Regions from separate parts of the Mus musculus genome. Here region 2 is linked to region 1. Evidence: chromatin contacts called from public HiChIP or PLAC-seq data. All regions are on one chromosome and are shown on one strand. The core of a region is the stretch at or near the end of the contact, and the rest is flanking DNA. Distances in the headings are between cores, read along the strand shown.

Region 1 (3,711 bases), core at 419-2,918:
TTGTATAATCATAGGCACTGAAAGGCAAATCAGTATTTTAAAGTGTTTTTAACATTCCTTCTTACGCTAATGCATATAAAATGCGTGCCATTACTTCATATAAACAGATCCTATAAACAACCTTATGGCAGATTCCTAACTCACCTAAAAAGGTTTACTTACAAGGTAGTAGGCACTTTCTTTTAGCTTTAGAAAGATGGCTTCAGGCCCTTAATCCTAGCACCTAGGCAGAGCAAGAAGACAAAACCCTGAATGTGGGAGTGGGGAACAGGGAGATGCCAACATTGTCTCTGCTATGTGTTCTGTGGTTTTTGTCTCTGAAAGTGAAGGCTGGCAAATTAGCATGAGGAGCAGGAAGGCAGACTTAATTCATAGAAAGAATATGAAAAGCCAACCAAAGAGCAAACATCTAACACTCAATGGGCCTCACTCCGCTAGGCACACTTCGAGCCTGCGAACGCATATAAACCTATACTTTACTTTTGTAACGCTTCTCTTGATGAGAATGAACCTCCCGAAGAAAATGTTAAAAAAACACAGGTGAGAGGCAGAGATGCACTGCATTCCCCCTGCCTTCCACGCTATGGCTGTGAACTTCAGTGGCCGAAGAGAGCTGGTCTCCCAGAGCAGCTCTTGGGGGTGGACTCTGATCACAAGCGATTTTAGAAAGTCCATCTACCAAATACTACTGTAGTCTCTTATTACTGCAGCTCCCTTCCTGATCCAACGAAACTTCAGACTTTACAATGAGCAGCGCTGGAAGTCTGGCATGTGGTAGAAGAGTACGTTCAGTCACACGGAATTTTCACTCTGTAACATCAGCCATTCCCAATACACAGCAAACACCCGCTTATGTAGAAAATGGCCATAGTATCTAATTTCTCCCAAGACAGGGCATGTTAGATGCATACATTCAGGTCATTAGGCTTGGTGACTTTACACTGAGCCACCTCATAAGCTAGCCCTGGATGGAGCTCCTTAAGTTCCCAGTCCTTGGACGGGATAAGAGAAGTACACAGCTTCCATAGATCCTTTTCCTAGACTTTAACGTGCACACTGCAGACAGTCACACTTCGGTCAAGAATAAGCCTTGCACATCCGGACCTTCCACTTGGAAAGGGTGGAGCGCACGCTGCACAGTAACGCTTTGGAAATGTTATAACCCTTTACTTTCCGCTCGCCCAAACCCCTACTGAATTTGCTCAAGGTGAACTCAGGTCTCTGCGGAGCCACGACTGCACCCGGGCTCGGTGTTTGCATTCCTGCCGTCGGGCCACGGCTCTCACCTGAATAGGTCGTAGCCGGCAGCGCGCGCGGACCCGCGGGTGGGCGCCGTGGCGTGCTCCGAGAGCCGCACGAAGCGCAGAGAAGCGCCATCCTCCGCTCGAGCCCTCTTGGAGGCAGAGACGGCCGCGGCATCTTCCGAGCAGGGCATGGCGGCGGGCGTGGAAAAAGCAGAAAGCAATGAGCGTGCGAGAGCCTACCCGCCGAAAATCTCCCGCCTGGACGAGCCCACCGCGCAGGACAGGGGACGCGGCCTTCCGCAAAGGGCTCGAGCGCGGCCTAGAGGAGGCACCGACCTCGCCAGGCTCCCCTCCTCGGGGTCCGCAATGGACTCGTCCCCGCGCTGCAGGCCAGGCCCTGGCTCACCGTTACCTGCTCAGACCAGGGCTCCCTCCAAGCGCGCTCCCGCTCCAACTCCCCCACTAGCGCGCTCTCTCGAACTGCCCTAATCCTCCCCACCCCGTGCGCGCTCCCGCCCCTGCCCCCCACCCCCTCACCAGCGCGCGCGCTCCCGGCCGGAGCTCCTCGGCTTCCTCGGCAGCTCCGGCTCCGCGCCGACCCGAGCGCACGCCCGCGGAGCAGAGCGGCCTGCAGGCGGGCGCGCAGCAGCACGCTTAGGAGAGGCATGGCGCTGGAGGCCCTGCAGGCCCTGAGGCCGCTGCCCCGCCCCGCGCTCCGCCTAGCGGCCCTCCTACGTGCTTTTCCTCGCCCTGACCTGAACAGATCTTTTGCCTTCCACCACCGGACCTGCAGGGCATTTTAAAATTCCTTGACCTCAGCCAAAGCAACAAGGAGCCAACCCCCACCCCCACCCCCACCCCCACCCCCACCCCCACCCCCTCGCCGGTAGTTGGGAGTCAAACTTTTTTTTTCCAGAGAGGATAATTAAAGATCTTTCTGGAGTCTCCGGTTTTATCTGGACTATACCATAAACACGTGGAACTCAAGTTGTGGTGCACTTCGATTTTCAAGATAAATAGAAGGCCCAAGGCACTTTTATAGAAATACCGACTATACATATTGGGGCGATTGGTTCCCCTGATGGGTGTGCAATACACTACACTTCTTGAAGCTCTTTTAAAGCATCTGTTATTGTGCAGTCCCACGATGTGTCTGTGTGTCTTGCAGGTCATTGCCAGTGCGAGGTTATCTTCTCCTTGTTCCTTCCACCTTTAGGTGGGTTTAGGGTTAGACCTGTGGTGGCCAGGCTCTTTACTCTCAGAATGTTTTTATTTACATTTCTTCTTATTACAGTCTGCACATGCATGTATTTTCTTGCCTAATGTCTACTTGTTGGTTAGATTCAAAGTCCATGAGGGAAATTGATCCAGCCTTTGTATTCTTGGAGTCTAACCGTGAGTTTCAAAAGCCCTCACAGGTGCGCCTGCCCCCCCCTCTTCCCTTCCCCCCTCCCTTTTCTCTTCTCCCCCTCCCCTTCTCCCTCCCCACTCTCCCTCTCCCTTCTACTGCTTCAGCACCATGCCCGCCTGCTCCACACCATGATAATGGACTAACCCTCTGAAACGGTAAGAAAGCCCCCAGTTAAATGCTGTCTTTATAGAGTTGCCTTGGTCATGGTGTCTCTTCACAGCAGTAGAACACTAAGACAGATGGTGATCGCATTGTTTAGTAAGGAGGGCTCCTGTGCATTATTTCTTCTCAGAAATCTTAATATTGGTGCTTAATCCTTTAAAACAAGATTATTGTTGGGCCTGGAGAGATGGTTCAGCTGTTAAGAGCACTCAGTGTTCCTGTATCAGACCCAGTTTGGTTAGCAACACCCACATTGGTGATTCACAACTGCCTGTGACTCAAGCTCCAGGAGACCCAACTATGTCCTCTGGCTTTGGAGGGCACCTTATACACACAAACAATCATGTCCACGGGAACAGATAGATAAACATATATTCTCTTCAGTTTTGCATATAAATGTGTATATGCTTTGACCACAATTCTCCAGTTCTTAACTGCTTACCCCATTTTCCTGACACCAAACCACTTCTTTCCATATAGTACCTCTCCTGGTGTTTCGTTTTGTTTATTGCAGGATATGTCATCACACTATGAACCCACAGATTGTGTTATTTACTGGACAGACCTGTTTCTAGTTGTGGTGTGGTCTAGCACAGACCTTTCATCCAAGAGCTTTCTGTTCATTGTAAACAGGATTAAGTGAAGTCAACCAGAGGTCAAGAGGCAGAGCAAGCAACAAGTTGACAGGAAGTGAACACAGGGGAAAAAAGTTCAGAGTAAGAGGATGTCAGGAAGATGGATAGAGAGACAAACAGGAATTTAAGGGAGGGACATTCAGCTTGAACAGTTTTTGAGATGGTGTGGAGAACTTCCTTTTGGGGACTTAGAAGGTCAGTTGGGTGCTTCCACTGCCCCTCTGAGCTAGTAGTCTTTCACTCCAACATCTGGCTCCCA
Region 2 (3,711 bases), core at 513-3,012, 620 kb before region 1:
CAGTTTCCCCTGAGGATAGCAATCAATTGTACCATGTGACCACTTGATAGATGTGTAGAGTACATCATCTAGATTTATTAAGTCTCCCCCTTTCTAAAATAGGATGCTCTAAAATATTCCTACAGAACGTTGTGTGAAGCTGATAACAGTATACACAAGTACAACAACAGATGAGCATGATTGTACACTTGAGGTGCAGGCAGGGGATGAAGAGTTCAGTGTGGTCCGTGGATCGTAGAGACACTGTCTCAAAACAGATTCTGCAGCAGCAGAACAGAGCTTACATGACCACTATGGGCTTTCCTGGCGCTAACACAGATAAAGCAACACTAAATCGTTGTTTGGTGAGTAAAAACTGTAACAACCATGAACGGCATGAAAGAGCACTACATCGGAACTCCTCTTTTAGCAATGGTGCTATATTAGCAACATCCTCCCTTCTGCATAACTATGGAAAGTGATCTTTATGAAAAAAAAAAAAACCATATAAAATCGGCTGAGTGTGATGACACACATCTTTAGTCCTAGGCAGAGACTTGGAGAGAGTAGGTAACTCTCTCCAAGTTAGAAGTCAGGCTAGTTCAAGCCAGCCAGAACTACACATTAAGACCCTAGCTCAAAAATATCATATTTGAAGTTTATTCATAGACATGTTTTGTACAAGACTACACTACCAGAAAGGGTGGGTTTCTTTTCATGAAATGGATTCCTGGGGAGTCATTTGAACTATGTGGTCTCTCATTCACTGAATCTGTAAAAACAACCACACTGTACAAAGACTGACCTCAGAGAATCTTAACACATTCAACGACAGCCAGAAGTAATCTAAACTGTCTCTAGAGTAAGGTATGTTTTATCCTAGCAACTAAAGGTACATCGTTTGCTGACTTGCCCAGGAAGGAGCGTTTTCAAGCCATAGGAAAGTACAGTCTCATCAACCAAAACAGAAAGGAGAGCAGGAAAGAGTTACACTCAAAAGCAACCAACCTCAGAGAGGCCCTCGGACTTCTAACAGAACAGCAAGTGAACAGCTTCTGTGAGATTCCAGCTCCAGAAACCAGAACAAAGTATTCCTACAAAGTATCTGTAATTTTAAAAAGACCCTCCACTAGACATCAAAAAAGAATTGGGAGTTCTGTAGCTAGAAACTAGCAACAAATTAGTGCCTTGATGACAGTTTAGAGGTGATCAGATTTGTCAAAGATGCAGAGACTCAAAAATAAGTAGATAGGACGAAACTTGGAAAAAGCACTATCACTCGACAGGCAAGATAACTAGCAGTTCCAGGAAGAGCTGGGCATTTTTACTGAATCCTTCCCTAAGAAAGAGCAAAGGCCTCCGTGTGAAGCAACACACACAACCCCTGGCGCGGTGTCTGAGACCCAGAAGTCTAGAATCCTAAGGGTTCTGTCTGCTTCCAGGAACACACACGCACATGCAGACGCACACAAGCCCTAACTCAAAAGAAGCTGTCTACACACACACACACACACACACACACACACACACACACACACGTAACTCAAAAGAAGCCGCCTAAAGCAATGAGCGCCTTGTGCACTTCTCCAGCCCGGGATCCCGGCCACGCCTCTCCCCCACCTGGGATGTTCTGCCACCTGGACTCGTCGAGTGGCAGGGTCCTCCGCAGCCATATTTTGCTAGATCCCTCTGCAGTTTCCAGAAGTGCAGCACAGCTAAGCATCACGAGATTAAAGTGGCAGGAATGGCTTTCTTCCGGGATCTCAGCGGAAATCCTGCAGGTCCGCAGAAGTGGCTGCCTTTCAGGCTGTCCCGCCCCCAGCTCCTCCTCCCCCCTCTCCAGGCAACAGCTGTCAACCGTGGCCACCACCTTTCGCTGGGTAAGCAGCAAGGCCGATTGACCAGGTTTTTCTTTGCCCTGATGTGGCTGAGTACAGCCCCAGTTGAAGACCCATCCATACCTTTCCTCTGATCCCTCTCAGTCTTTTTTTTTTTTAATTTGACATTTTTTTCTTCCTTAATGTTCAGCAGATATGTGCCAAAGACCATAAAATGATCACCTATTGCTTCTTATTCAAATTTATTTCCAAAGCAAGCAACATAAAATAGATGTGAATATCTTTGCTCTTCCTTCTAGGATGCAAGCATAGGTAGGCCTTCATAAGACACCACTAATGATGAGAAGAAACCTTTAGCATCTGTTAGGCCTCAAAGAAACCTGGAACAAGTCCCACCCACCATCTGTGGTTCTCACACACACACACAGAGAGAGAGAGAGAGAGAGAGAGAGAGAGAGAGAGAGAAAGAGAGAGAGAGAGAGGTGGCAGTACCATGTTTAGTCTGAACCCCCCTCCCCTTCCAGATGTCTCTGGCTGTTTTCTCTGTCACAACTATAAGAAACCTTCTCCTCAACCATACCTAGCCAGTCATGCCCTCATTTTTTCATTCGGTATCCAGTTCACCCCTCATTTTTCTGTTACCTAAGGAAACCCGAGACCCTATTAAAAGCATACCATCTCCAGCACAACTCCCCCATTACTGTGCTGGGCTAAGAAAAGTCACCCTGAATACTTCTTTTCTTGTGCACGTACTGTCCATCTAGCTGTTGCCTCACCATCACTACCAACTATAAGCAACCAACTCGAGGGCAGGAGCACTGTCCTCAGCACCTGACACACTGCCTGGCAGACTGGTTCTCAAAACACAGGCACAACTGAGTGAATGACTGAGGTGGAGTTCACACAGCTCATGAATTACTTTTCTTTTGCTGTGACAATATGCCCTGACAGATGCCCTGCCCACTGAGAAGGAAAGGTTTATTTGGCTTACAAATAACAGGGAAGTCAAGGCTAGCCCGCAAAGCATCGTGTCTGAAGTCATGTACAGAGAGAATAGATTCACAAGACCTTCTTTGACTTCTGGCTCTCAGCTAGCTTTTCTCTGTATAAAATGTACGCACAAAAAGTCTCCCCACTCTTTCTGATGGAAGGACATAAGGTTGACAACAGTGGACTTCTTTAGAGCCCTCTGCATGTGCCCCCCCCCCAATCTGGAATGAGAGAGAGAAAGGAGATATGTATGTTACCTTCGCAAGGAAAATGTATACCTTGTACTTTTTAAAATTAAATTTATTTAATGTGGGTGTGCATGGGCACAGAATCATAGAACAACCTATGGGTGTCAGTGTTTTCCTTCCACCATGTGAGTTCCAGGAACATATGCAGGTCATCAAGCTTGCCAGCAAGCATCTGTCCTGATAAGATAGCTTACCAGCTGGCCCCTATACCTCCTTTTAAACTAATTAGTAATCAGTGTCCTAAAGTGTGGCAAAGCTTTTTTAGATACAACACACACACACACACACACACACACACACACACACACACACACACACACACATTCTTTACCATGCAAGAGTAATAAGATAAACAACCTGGTGGGGGGGGGAGGAATCAAAGATATTTTTCACCAAAGATACACATGAAGCCCTTTCAACTTACGCCCTGAAGAATGGCTCCTACATAGAAGAATGATGACAAGAGAGGACATACCATCAACAAGGTAGTGACCTGAGGATACATCAAAAAAAAAAAAAATGCATCCATAGAGTGGGCTTCGAGAAGCACACCCCTTGGGCACTCAAAGAAACCAGGAATTTGCCATGAAAGAGATGGGTGCTCCAGACATGCACAATAATGCCAGTCTCAATAAAGCCACCTGACCAGAGGAATG

Evidence for each region. HiChIP or PLAC-seq counts read pairs in DNA pulled down with a chosen protein or histone mark.
Region 2: an H3K4me3 HiChIP or PLAC-seq map of embryonic stem cells shows a contact between it and region 1, with 4 times the contacts expected there. The contact joins the promoter of Galk2 here to the promoter of Dut in region 1. A contact is called at or near these places in 2 of 39 promoter capture datasets (the 3T3-L1 cell line and erythroid cells) and 4 of 115 datasets of contacts at active chromatin or transcription factors (astrocytes, embryonic stem cells and pro-B cells).

Annotation. Positions count from the first base shown.
Region 1 is chr2:125,245,472-125,249,182 of GRCm38.p6, reverse strand. It overlaps Dut (deoxyuridine triphosphatase), which reads right to left and starts at 1,668. Exons shown (of 6, transcript NM_023595.6): 1 at 1,287-1,668; 2 at 1-17. The coding sequence starts at 1,435.
Region 2 is chr2:125,864,274-125,867,984 of GRCm38.p6, reverse strand. It overlaps Galk2 (galactokinase 2), which reads right to left and starts at 1,762. Exons shown (of 10, transcript NM_001291002.1): 1 at 1,600-1,762. The coding sequence starts at 1,652.